2 separate regions of the Mus musculus genome follow, and region 2 is linked to region 1. A link is a contact called in public promoter capture Hi-C data. All regions are on one chromosome and are shown on one strand. The core of a region is the stretch at or near the end of the contact, and the rest is flanking DNA. Distances in the headings are between cores, read along the strand shown. Region 1 holds the start of Fam81a (family with sequence similarity 81, member A). Region 2 overlaps Myo1e (myosin IE).

Region 1 (6,865 bases), core at 2,761-5,260:
CGGTGGGCTGGGCCCTCCCATATCAATCATCAATCAGGAAAATGCCCCACGGACTTGTCTAATGGAGACAAACCCTGAACTGGCATTCCTTCTTCCTAGATGACTCTAGCTTTTGTCAAGTTGGCAAAAATCCAACCAGCACACCTGGTTTACATAATGAGACACTGTCTCAGAAAACCACAGGAAAAAGTGACCCGTCTTCCTTGCATTTCTCTGCCACCTGGTCTTGCTTAACTCACCTGCCAACTACTCATGAAGGTCACCTGTGGACCTTTTGTCTTTGCCCTCTCTGACATGGTCCCAACCCCCACATCACTGGCTTTTCCTCACTGTTCCTCTATGGGAAAGTTTTTTTGCTTTGTTCCCACGTGTGACCGCTCCTAAGAGGAGGATTGTTCGGCTCCGTGTTATTAGGAATAAGTAGCTTGTGACACATCCTACAGACCTGGATACCTCAGGGGTTACACTGTTTGGATAGGCCAGGAGCAGACTAGTAACAACTCTATATATTCATCTTGAACTCATCCCGTTGGTTTTGGCTCATCTACTTTACATTTTTTTTCTTCCAAAGATTTATTTATTATTATACATAAGTACACTGTAGCTGACTTCAGACACACCAAAAGAGGGCATCAGATCTCATTAAGGGTGGTTGTGAACCACCATGTGGTTGCTGGGATTTGAACTCAGGACCTCTGAAAGAGCAGTCAGTGCTCTTAGCCGCTGAGCCTTCTTGCCAGCCCTACTTTACATTCTTACAAATACCATTTTTAAAAAATATTTTTGAACATTTTATTCTTTTTATTTGGATGGGTGTTTTACCTTGTATGTATGTCTATGCACCCCATACATGGATGCCCACAAAAGCTAGAGGAGGGCATCAGATCCCCTGGGACTGGAATTACAGGTGGCCATGAGCTGCTGTGTGGGAGCTGGCAATTCAACCTGGGTCCTCTGGAAGGGCAAACAGTGCTCTTAACCACTGAGCTACCTCTCCAGGCCCAACAAACACGTCTTTTGACAAACCTAGGCCCTCAACTTTTTTTTACTTTATTTGTATGTGTGTGCTTGTGTGTGCTTGTGTGTGTGTGTGTGTGTGTGTGTGTGTGTGTGTGTGTGGTACATATGTATAGTTGTGTATTCCCATATGTGGGGACACAAGGAGGTTAAAGACTGACATTAGGTGTTGTCCTTGATCGATCTATCTTTTGAGGCAGGATTTTGTCTATGCCTTCACCTGCTGGGCTGTCACTGATGAAAACCATCTTTAGTTTTACAGTTGTAGTCCTTTGGGAAGGCGAGGCAAGTCAAGTTTTCTTCCTTTGAAAAAAAAATTTTTTTTTTTTTAGTAATAAACTGTGCTAGCATATAATAATTTGTGGTAACTTCATGGTTTGGTAATTAAAGTAAGGCAAGGGAAAAAAAGCCATTTTCTATAATGAGTTACAATACAAACAATTCTGGAACATTGAGTACGTGACTGCAATTTACCTGACAGGTGTGTAAAGGGGTAAGGAGCTTAAATTAGGATTAAAAATAGATTGCCTGAAAAAAAGGGGGAGCGGGGAGAAGCAGGAAGTCACAGGCCTGATTTGACACCGTTTTTGAAATTTTAGAACTAGTATCATAGTTTTTAAAAAAAAATTAAGTGAATTGTTTTTACTTTTTTGTTTTCTTTAAGACAGAGTCCCCTCTGTAACCCAGGCTCACCTGGAAATCACAATGGCGTCCAGTCCACCTCAACCTACTGTCTGCTAGATTTAGAGGTATGAGCCATCAGGCCTTGCAAAGGAATCTTTAAATATGTGGTGTCTTATGTTAATCAGCATGATTGTTTAAAAAAAGAAATTAAGTCGGGGTGTGTGTGCGCTTACGGCAAACCCCTCTCGCCTCCCAGGTATTCCCCTGCCTTACCCCAGAGTGTGAGGAGGACTTGTGGTAATAAAGTTATGCTTTGACAGCCACCAGAGTGACAACTCCCACCCCTTCTTAGGACCTTGACTCCTTGACTCCTGGCCCGTGGCAGGATGAAGCAGGATAGGGAGGGAGCGAAGGGAGAAGGAGGGAAAAGGAAACAAAATGGACAGGAACTGACTGTCTTGGTTGTGAGAGGCACACCCTGCGCTAGAAGGCAGCCTATGGGAACAGGTAGAAAGCCTTGGAACCTGACTCTGGCCTCATTGTGAGGAGAGCTGGCACTTTATCGTAACAGCTGTGTTTCCAGACACTGTGGCAAGTAATATGTTTCATTTGTGCGTGCGTGTGTGTGTGTGTGTGTGTGTGTGTGTGTGTGTGTGTGTGTGTAGGTCAGAGGACAGCCTCAAATATCATTCATTAGGCATGATCCACCTTTTAAAGACAGACTTAGAACTCATCAAGAAGGCAAGGCTGCACGACCTATGAGCCCTGATCTGTCTGCCTGTCTCTGCTTCCTCAGCTCTGGAATTACAAGTGAACACCAAATCCCCATGGCTGGCATGTTTATTTATTTTGTGCATGTGGGGAGCCTGTGTGAGAATATGTGCACGACACGAGTTCTCTCTCTCTCTCTCTCTCTCTCTCTCTCTCTCTCCCTCTTCCCCCCTCTACACACACACACACACACACGCACACGCACACGCACACGCACACACACACACATATATATATGAAATTCAGAGAGGATGAAATTCAGGTCCTCACACTTGCAAGGCAAGCACTTATCTACTGAGCCATCTCCTCGCCCCCTCAAATTTATCTTAAATGGTGGAAATTCTCAGAGAACCTTTCGCCATGGGATTGGATCCCATCCGTATTTACACGCTGTGCACCAAGTGATACAGAAAGAGAAATAAACCATCACACACTAAAGAACACTATTAGGTGAGATCTCCGTGAGACAGGACTTAAGGCCATGCCCTCTGGTCAGCAGTCTTTTTTATACCCGTCTAACTATCTGATCAATATGTGTTAGGCTGCAATGGCCGGGAGGGGAGCAGAGTCCCTGCCTTCTCCATCTTCATCTTCTCCATTTCACCTTAGCAGTCTCTCTCTCTCTTTCTCTCTCTCTCTCTCTCTCTCTCTCTCTCTCTCTCTCTCTCTCTCTGTGTGTGTGTGTGTGTGTGTGTGTGTGTGTGTGTGTGTGTGTGTGTGTGTGTTTTGGGGAGTTATTACTTTACAGGCGAGTTAATTACAGAACACCCAAGACGACACATAAATAACTACAGGATCGAGAATTCCAAGACCAGAGCTTTCCCAAGTGGCTGCACAGCCTGCGTTCTTCCTAGCTTCCTTTGAATTGGGGGCAGAGGAGAGCCGCCAGACAGGAGCACCTACACTGGGTAAGCCCATGCCTCTACGTAAGAGCTATGAACCAGACGCAGTGAGGTGAGCAAAGGTGGGATCCTCCACTCTTCTTAAACCCCACCTTACGGAGAGGAAGCAAAATTGTGAGTGATTCCTGCTGAGGATCCAGCACTGATGGGAAGGAGAGCAAAGCTGGAACTCCCTGGGAGCGAGGCAGAAGGTAGGAAGAGGGCTGGGAGGAGAAACGGGCATTTTCCCAGGGGTCCTGTCTCTTGTGCGCGAGGCTTGGTGATTCCCTCATACACACTTGTCGCCTGGAGGGTTCCATCACCTGTGCAGGTGTGGCGCTGGAAGGAGCTGTTTCCTGGACTGTGGTCTCACCCCTAACTTCTCCCCAGTTTGAGGTGGGAAAAGCAGTTAACTATTTTTGTGGGAACCAGGCTTGGTACATAAGGGATGCTAGGATTCCCGGGAAAATGATTGATGACATAGAGACCTGGAAGGCTGGGCTCTCATTGAAGCATCCTTCCCTACACCTACCTCTGCCTCCAAGTCGACGCGCCCTACGACGGGACTGAGGTTCTTGTAAGCAAGTCCCCGCCCGCTGACTCCCTGCAGCGAACTGGGTGGGGACCCGCGGCGCCGCGGAAAGGCTATTTTGAGTGTGGGAACGCGGTGGGAGGAGGGGCGCCGGCGGGCTGGGCGCGGGCGCGCGGGGAAAGCCTCCAGCTCGGGCTGCCACGGCAACCGCGTCCAGGCAACGCGCCCGGAAGAGGCTCTGGGAGGCGCGCGGCGGCTCGCGCCCTTCCAGGGTGGGGGAGCCGCGAACCCCGGGCCGGGCCGCGCGCGCGCTGATTGGAGCGCGGGCCCGCAGCCGGGTTCGCCCCGCAAAGCCCCGCGCTCGCGGCCACCGCACCCAGAGCGCCGGCGACGACATGGGCAGCCTCGGCGCGCCAGATCCGCGCGCGGGTGAGTCTTCAGAGGTGTCTCCCCTCCCCACATGTCCGGGCATCCTCTAGACTCAAGCGGCGGGTGCTTCCGCAGGGACCGTCGATGTGACCTTGGAGCAACCACTCCATGGATAGGCATGGGATAGTGCTGGGGAGAGGGGGTGAGGGATGAAGCCTCGTGTGCCCCGCGTGACACTCTGGACGCGAGAGGGTTAACTGAATGCTGACGCGCAGGGCTGAAGTTAGGCGCAGAGCGCAAGTGGCATTGCATCTTCGCGGGGGCTGCAAGCTAGCAGACAGAAGAGGCCCCCGAGGGACTGTTTGAGGAGAGCCAAGGGTGTGCAGAGTTTGCCAGGACTAGGGGCAAGTCTATCATTCACAGTTGGAGCTGAGTGACCTTGGGTGGGTTAGCCACATTGCTCCCGCGGATTCTCTGGTTTTCATCCTTTGAAAGGAAGGGCTCTGGTTCTTTCCAGTTGCAGCACAAGGCTGTTTTGCTGGTACTGTGAGCTGAGGAAGGGACCCTCTGGGGATGCAAGACTTAACCATATTTATTCCGCAAGGGGTTTCCAATGAGCTGGCTCCCAAAGTAGCAAGAAATGTTACCATTTTATGGAGGGAACAGTCTGGGGTCCGGAAAGGCTCCTTAAAATGCATAGATTAAAATCCCTTCGGTGCACTTAAGTCCTGAACCCAATCAGGGTCCAAGCTGCCAAATACTTCTTTCCTGTAGTTGATCTGATAGGAAACTTTGTGTCTGAACAGGTAAAATCAAAACCCAGTAGTGGCAGGCAGTGGCAAATTAAGTGAGTCATTTCTTCAATGTGCAGAAGCTGTGTGTGTGTGTGTGTGTGTGTGTGTGTGTGTGTGTGTGTGTGTGTGACATGCGCATGCGTGCACTCAGCTTAAAGTCTGTGTATGCTGTTAAGAGGTTATTTCACAGAAATAATGTTGAACTGGTTTGGATCTACAGAGGGAATCACTTAGAACTAGGGCCAGACATTTGCATTGTTCTTTGGAGATTTGGGGTTAGGGGGCTAGCAAGATGGCTCGGTGGGGGGTGGGGGTGGGGTAAAGGTCTTTGCCATTAAACTTGAGGACCTGGGTTTGATCTCTGGAACCCACATTGTGAAAGGAGAGAATCATCCAACCCCCACAACTTGTTCTCTGACCTCCACACCCACACAAGGCACAGGAGCTAAACGAATAAATGTAATTAAAAAATTAACGAATTAGCTTTCTGAGAGTAAATACGTTCTTTATTAAGAAATGCACATTGTATCTACCTTGGCTTGTGTGTGTGTGTGTGTGTGTGTGTGTGTGTGTGTGTGTAGAGGTGACTTACAGGCTGTGGTATTTTTTCTAATTTTAGCACTGGCTGGAACTAAAAATGACACAGAGGCCATTTTTCATCCATAAACTTCCCTTTCCTCCAAGGGGCCACAACAGGTCCCCATGACTCCCATCACTGGACTGTTGAGATGCCTCTGACGTTGTGTTCCAAGGACACTCTTGATATCCATGGAAATCTGACTCTCTCTGTAAAACTGTGAGCTGGGAAGCCAAGTTTCCAGTTAGTAAGCTTTTGCCAGCTCAGCTACCTGAGGGCTTAGAAATCTTTAATGGTTTACATATTAGAAATCGCATTAGCATACAGATACAAAAGTCCTCATTGCTCAAGAATTCTGCCTGTGAGCCTACAACCCCTTTAAAGACCCACAAGTCCTGGACCTTAGATCCTTCGTTGGCAAAGGACTCATTCTCCTACCCGTGCTGGCTGCTAACCCACCGTGTCTCCTCTCATGTATCCTGCAGCCCACTCCTGTATTTTCATTTCCTGTCTCCGAGCCTGTCTCTCCCCACCCCCCTTCTCCCCTCTGCCAGGGTGTGAGCACAGCCTCCTTCACAACACCTCTTCTGAGAACCAGGATGACCTTGCCCATATTCTTTAGTGCCACCTCCAACGTATTAACTCTTAGAATGTGATACTGTCTTCTCAAGACCCTCATTCCTGTGTTCCTGGTTTGGTACTTGCCAGACCTGGTGGCCCTTCAGAATTGCTCTGCACATTTTGAAAAAGACAGGGTTTATTTAGTCTCTCAAATATCAAGATGGAATCATTAGGGTGTTGTAGGACCTTAAAAATCCAAAAACAAGCAAACAAACAAAACCCTTTCTATAAAACAAGCAAACAAACAAACAAAAAAACAAGGCTTAGGTTAGCAAAATGGCTCAGCAGAGAAAGGCACCTGTCACCAAGATGGACAACCCAAGCCAGAGGTTCAGAATCTGAGCACAGTATAAGAACAGAATGACTCTTCTAAGTGGCAGTGTGTGCTGGGACACACACACAACTTTTTTTTTTTAATTTCTTTTTTGTTTATTTGTTTGTTTGTCTAGAAAAAAAACAGAGGAGGGAGGAGGGGGAGAAAATAGCCTGTCTGGTGACTGTTGCTCACTCAGGCAGGGAAACTACTTCACTTGAGGCTCAGAAAAAGTCATAAACAACGAACTCAGGAGCAGCTGGCTTCATTCTCTGCTCTGCCAGCTTTGCTAGGGATTTTGGGTTTAGGCTGCCGCTCTCCCACTCAATGGACTGGCAGTGCCTCCGCTTTGACCTCTGTGGCTCC
Region 2 (6,738 bases), core at 95-2,594, 91 kb before region 1:
ATACCATGATGTCTTTTATTTTTAAATTATGGCTTTCTATAAGTAGGGCTTGGCTTTAGTTGTGTGGCCATATGAGAACTCTACAATAATTCAACAGTAGACCCTCTAAACCCTGAGTCTGAAAATGAACACGAATACTTCCATCTCACAGGTATGGAAACAGACAGAGCTGCCCAAGACACAAACAGGAGTCAAGCCTGCAGCTGATCCTGCACGCTTTTTAGAGAACAATTCTTTCCTCTAGCTAAGTCAGGTCCACCAGAGGTCTGAAAACAACATATATAGGAATTACCAAGAAACTGGCTTTGTGCCGGCCAGTGGTGGCACACACCTTTAATCCCTGCACTCGGGAGGCAGAGACAGGTGGATTTCTGAGTTCTAGGCCAGCCTGGTCTACAAAGTGAGTTCCAGGACAGCCAGGGCTACACAGAGAAACCCTGTCTCAAAAAACCACACCAAAAAAAAAAAAAAAAAAAAAAAAAGAAAGAAAGAAAGAAAGAAAGAAAGAACTGGCTTTGTTCAGCAATGGAGGCCATTATCCAGATCCATCAACAATGGATCTGATTACGATTTTTCTAAGGATGAATAATCATGATTTTTTTTTTAATCATGTAAAACCCATGTTCCGGTTTGGCATAGATCAGACCCACCAGACTTAAAAGAATGTTCATACTGTGTACCTTGCTCCAAGTACCATGCTCACAAAGCTGTTACAGGACTATGCAAAACCCAAGCTTAGAACAACCGTTCCCCTGGGTAATGCTGTAAATGGCTTGAGCACACCCCTTGTCTCTCTTCATGATGTGGCTAGCATGGTTAGAGGAAGCTGTGTTTCTTTTTTCTCCATGGATAAATGTCACCCAAGAGTATAGGTTAATCAAGCTCAGTTCTTCTGCAGGAATTGAGCTTGGTGATGTAGGCAGATCCGGCTACTAAGTAGGTGTAACTGCATCTGGTCCTTAGCAAGAGCTGTGTGTGCAATGAGTAAGTAGAATGGAACTTTAGAGATGGGGAGAGACTTTAGAAGTCTGGTAGCTGCTTCTGTTTAGAATTGCTCTCCACTTTCATTAAATAGGGGAGTTTTATAATAGCCACATAAACTAGGTCAGTGTTGAAAGTTTCCTTTTGCTTCAGAGAGGAGATGGAATGGATTCCACAGAACACAGTACATTCCTGATTCTCGGGTCCATGCTGGGCAGAGCAAACTCTCTTGAGTTTGCCAACCAATTACCAGGATTGGCCACTGTGCTTGGTGGAAGTCCTCACACAGCCCACCGTCTGCAGTGATGGAGAGGAAATAGAGTCTGCCGGGGGTAGGGAGGGCCAAAGGTCTGTAACCTATCACAAGGCAAGAGCATCGAGGTCTCTGACCCCTTTGAGTAAAAGTTATGATGCAATGGGAAAACCATGCAAGAGTTTAATGGGTGAAACCACAAGATCTCATCAATATTTAAAGGCAGACTTTTAAGCTGTGCGGTCGGCACTCACTCCATAAGGAAACGATCCAAGATGTCTTACTCATCTTGAATTAGTCCTGTCAGGTACTAAACAGCTCCCATCCATCTTCCTCCAACACAGAGACCCTTCCCAGGTCTTCTCCAGCTGTCCTGATCATACTGTGGAATGATAACACTTGTGGGATAGGTTTTCTGTATAACATAGATATGTTTCACCATGCCTGGGCCTCTAACCATTATATTTAAAATACAAGATAACTGAAGGTGGAATTTCCTTCAGGTAAGTCCTCCACATCTGAGTGGTCTAGTTGCCTGCCAATCACTCTTCCGGGTCAACCTCATTCTAAGTCACAAAAGAGCAGTTCCAGGACCCCAGGCTTCTCTTCCCAGACCCTCTCTCTACTTTTAATTTCCCATCACCCACTTGCCTCTTCCTATCAATATTTTCCTTTTCTTTCCCATAGTCAACTCCCAGGTTCTTCTTTCTAAAGATCCTCAACTACAGAAAGTTGAGAATTAAATATATGGCATCCAGAACACAACTTAAATATGCATGATACTGAGGGGCTGTGGATGTGTCTCGGGCAGTATAGTCCTTGCTAACATGTATAAAGCCCTGGATTTGACACCCCCGCCCCCAACATCACACAAACTAGGCATGGCTGTGCATATCTGCATCTCCAGCAGTTAGGAGGTAGAGGCAGGGGTCAGGAGTTTCAAGATAATCCTTCGCTACATAACAAATTTAAGGCCAGCTTAGGATACAAAAGACTTCAGAAGAAAGGAAAGAAGGTAGGAAGGAAGAAAGAAAGGAAGGGAGGGAGCCGGGTGGTGGAGGCGCATGCCTTTAATCCCAGCACTTGGGAAGTAGAAGCATGTGGATTTCTGAGTTCAAGGCTAGCCTGGTCTACAAAGTGAGTTCCAGGACAGCCAGGGCTATACAGAGAGAATCAATCCCCCAAATTGTCTTCTGACCCCCACACTCACACCCACAGCTGCTTCTGCGCCTGCATCTGTCTGTCTGCATCTCTTTCTCACATACACAAACACAAAATCTTACAATAATAGTTTTAAAAAAGAAAAAAATTAAAAACCTATTAAAATACAATTGAGTGGGAATAAATTAAATTTCTTCAAAGAAAAGAAAAGGAGGTCACTTTCAAATTCTTCAACCAAGGCGGGCTCTAGCCTCTGCTGAGATGTTCCTGGGGATGCAGACAGACTGTAGTGTGGAAACTCAGGAGGGTGGGACTGGTGGGGTATAAAGGCTGAAAAGAAAGAGTGGTTTTCCTTGCTCTCAACTCTAACTTTACAAAAACCTTCTCTATGAGAAGTTTAAATTATGCAGGACATTTAAATTACGTGAAACAAACTGGTTCGTCAAAAAATGTTTTCTATCCTATGGGAGGCCCATGCTTGCAGTCACAGTGCTCAGGAGACAGAAACAGGAGGATCACATGAGTTTGAGGCTGTGAGGCTAACCTGGTCTACACAGCGAACCCCAGGTCAGTCAGGTCTACATACATAGGTTAAAAAAAAAAATTAGGGGCTGAAGAGATGGCTCAGTGGTTAAGAGCACTGACTGGGCTTCCAGAGGTCCTGAGTTCAATTCCCAGCAACCACATGGTAGCTCACAACCATCTCTAATGGGATGCCCTCTTCTGGTGTGTCTGAAGAGAGCAACAGTGTACTCACATAATAAATAAATAAATAAATAAATAAATAAATAGATAAATAAATTAACTCATATAATCCCAGCACTTAGGGCAAAGAGACAGAAAGATCCTGAGCTGAGGCCAGCCTGGGCTACGTACTGAATGAATAAATGAATAAGTCATTACTTAAAATTCAACTCTATTTTCATAGCGATGGTATGGAATCAAATTGTGAAATAAGTTATTTAGAAAGAAAGTTACTAAGATGCGTAACTCTTTATGGAGAGGAAAGGACCTCGAGGAAAAGGGTGCCCTAGACCTCAGGAGCCAGGAGCTACTTTCTCCCTAAGAGTGGACTTTGGAAGCCTCAGGCTAGGAAGCAGTCGGTAGCTGAACACTGCCTCCTTCAAACAGCCAGGGAGTGGCCCAGAGGAGGTTGACTGACCAGAAAAGCAGCTGAAGAATGTAGAGCTGAGACGGCATCTGAAGCAAAGTGCAGACTGTGGCCGAGAGTAAAGGGTGCAGGTGTGGCTCGGAGGCGGAGAGCTCGCCCAGTGACTACGAGGCCTGGGCTCCATCTCCAGACACAGAGCTGGAAAGCCATGGCCCTGGGTGACAAGACTCCCACCTGAACTGCTTGGAGCCTCTGTAACAAACAAGTCTGTGTCACACCCTCAAATTGCTCAGGGGCTTCTTAGCCGTATCAAGATTCAGAGGTTTCCAGTATAAGGCACAGCTCCGAAGTGGACTAGGTGGCCATCCCTGAAGGTGCCCAAGGCTGTCCAAAGGCTCACCTTCCACCCCCTCAGAATAAGACTCCTTTTACAAAAGTAAGAATATTCAATAAGCAGTTTTCCAAAAGCAAAACACACAGGGCAAACCTGAAAAGCCTCCTGCTATTGCGCTTAATGCAGTTGGTAAATATACACCCTGATCAGTGTGCGTTGGTGTGAACCAAATCACAGCATAGTCAGTAATGTATATTTTCATGTAGCCCAGGCTAACCCTGAATGAAACTGGAGAACAACCTGGAACTCCAGCACTATACCCCAGAATGCTGGAATTATAGGTGTATACCACCACGCTCAGCTTATTCAATGCTGGGAAAATCAAACTCAGGACGTCACATATAATGGGTGAGGGAGCACTTTATCAACTGAGCGACATACCCAATGCAATAATTCTTAAATATTCACCAGCTGTGGCTCTTAACCTTGACTGCTTTTGGGAAGCATCCAAGGAGATTCAAAAAGTCACACAGCTACGTCTGCTTTCCACTCCCAGTCTGGTATGACGTAAGAGCTGCAAAGGTGACTTTACAGAGAATCTCTGGACCTCAATTTTCTAAGGACATAAAGCTGTGTGGTTGTATCCCAAGGTTGACTATATGAGACAGGTTCAGCTCACAAAAGGTAGGTGCCATGAATGTATGGACAAAGAAAGCGAATGTATAGATTAGGAAGGACCCTATCTGGGAATGCGTGGGGATTTGGGGAACTCGTTAGGAACATACCTAAGACCTGGGCATGGTAGACAACCCCAGGCAGAAGGGAGGGAGACAATGATTTAAACCCTTATTAGTACTAATAATTACTTGGAAATTATGTCACTTTCCTCCAGTAACTTCAAATCTGAATATCTAAGGATATGCATATGTTTCTAGTGTTATCTTTAACTTTTTTTTCAATTGCTAATTTTTAGTTTGTAATTTACTGTGTAAGTTATCTTACACAGTAGCCCTAGGCTGTCCTGGAACTCACTTTGTCACTTCAAACTCCTGGTAATCCTCCTGATTGCTTCTTCCCTAGTGAAGGAATTACAGGTGTGTACCACCACCCCTGGCTTTTGCTTACATTCATTGTTATCTCCTAATTAACAAAAGATTTTAGTGTGGTTGAAGTAGATCTAAACATGTTAAGGACGCTTCAAGCCACGGCTGTGTGCATGTCCCCCAGCCAGGACGAACGCAGCAAACAGTGTGCTTCCTCCAGCCTCGTAATGCACCTTCCACTTGTGGAAGGGTAAAGAGAGCTCTTCTATTCAGAACATTCATCTTGTGCCAAACCAACCAATGGGAAATTGTGTGCCGGGGCCCATGGAGCAGAGAGGGTCCAGTTTCTTAAATCATTTCTAAACTGATTCCACTGGCCTCCAATTTGAAGTACTTCCTTAGTGGACAACCTGAAACTTAGAGACAATCTATAAAAAAACTAGAGAGAAATGGCAGAGTGCCCCTAAAGTTCAATAAATTAGTTTTTAAAATGCTAATGAGGTAAGTATATCGGCAATTCCTGCCTCTCATTCTGGGGGCCAGGTAGTAAAGTCAGAAGAGAAAACAGAAGGGTGGAGAGGGGAAAAACCCAGCACTGGGCTTGTGATTACACTGGGAATTAATTACATGTGCTCCGAGATGATCTGACTATTTGTAATCCTATTATTAACATTGTTAGGCTCCCTGTGTTTTTACATTATTATTTTATTTATGCCCCCCAGGCAAGGTCTCATATGTCCCTGGATGTCCTAGAACTCACTATGTAGACCAGGCTGGCCTCAAACTCACAGAGATCTGCCTGCTTCTGCCTCTCAAGTGCTGGGATTAAAGGCATGTACCACTACACCTGAGTTCTGGTTTCTTTTATAATCAAATGAAATTGGAGTTAAATCATATAGGAAACAGTGGGGGTGGGGCAAGGTAGAGGGGCTCCAGAGCCTTCCTCCCTAGCCTCCTGCCTGTCTCTACTTTAGGGTGGAGTAGATCCCACACAGCTGTCTGACTCACTTTCACACCCGGACCGGAGGACACACTGAGTCATGGTTTCATTAACTTTTATTCAGTATGATCTTACTTCCAGAAGTCCAGATTTGGGAGTCCCAAGAGAAGAATAAAAAAGATTCAGATTAAATTTAAAAATTCAAATTTTATAACAGCTATTGTTTAACTAAGGATGGAAGTGGGGTGGGAACTCAGGACTGAGGGTGTAGCTCAGTGGTAGAGTGTCTGCTAGCCCTAGGTTAAACTCTGGGATACCTCAGAACAGCAACAACAACCAGAGTGACCAGATGATGCCCATCCACTCTGGGGGACCACCTGTGTCAGAGAAGGATCATAATAATAACAACTCACTTTAGTGCTGGGACATGGTGGTGGAAATGCCAGCACTTGGAAAGTAGAGAGAGAAGAGCCACAAGTTCAAGGCCAGCCCCAACTACTCAGTGAGTTTGAGCACAAGGTGAGCTACCTGAGGCTCAGTTTCAAAAAGCAAAAGACTCAACCTGATATCCAAGCTCTGTGGAAGACCAGGGAGGGTTGATGGAGTACAGAGGTGTGTGAAAGCCAAGGTGGGGGGAATACACACACACACACACACACACACACACACACACACACACACGGTGGTAAGGTGTGGTTTGTATATGCTTGGCCCAGGGTGTGGCACTATTTGAAAGTGTGGCCTTGTTGGAGTAGGTGTATCATTGTGGGCATGGACTTTAAGACCCTCATCTCAGCTGCCTGGAAGGAAGCCAGTCTTCCACTAGCAGCCTTCAGATGAAGATGTAGAACTCTCAGCTCTTCCAGCTTCATGCCTGCCTGGATGCTGCCATGCTCCTGCCTTGATGATAATGGA

What was found. Promoter capture Hi-C pulls out the DNA fragments that hold promoters and counts their contacts.
Region 2: a contact with region 1 is called in a promoter capture Hi-C map of liver, with 2.2 times the contacts expected there. The contact joins the enhancer-like site here to the promoter of Fam81a in region 1. A contact is called at or near these places in 4 of 39 promoter capture datasets (the HPC-7 cell line, hematopoietic stem and progenitor cells and liver), 1 of 484 Hi-C or Micro-C datasets (liver), 2 of 115 datasets of contacts at active chromatin or transcription factors (the SCID.adh cell line and embryonic stem cells) and 2 of 9 other capture datasets (adipose tissue and pancreatic islet).

Annotation. Positions count from the first base shown.
Region 1 is chr9:70,138,702-70,145,566 of GRCm38.p6, reverse strand. It overlaps Fam81a (family with sequence similarity 81, member A), which reads left to right and starts at 4,010. Exons shown (of 9, transcript NM_029784.2): 1 at 4,010-4,254.
Region 2 is chr9:70,226,872-70,233,609 of GRCm38.p6, reverse strand. The region is part of intron 1 of Myo1e (myosin IE); the gene reads right to left. The region is part of intron 1 of Gm26849 (a long non-coding RNA gene); the gene reads left to right. Among named protein-coding and RNA genes, the nearest start is that of Gm26849, 13 kb to the left of the region's middle. Within about 2 kb of position 1,344, at least 37 of the 459 cell types and tissues checked have an H3K27ac peak or open chromatin away from gene starts, as enhancers often do. A contact at or near this core is called in liver, where this site is marked.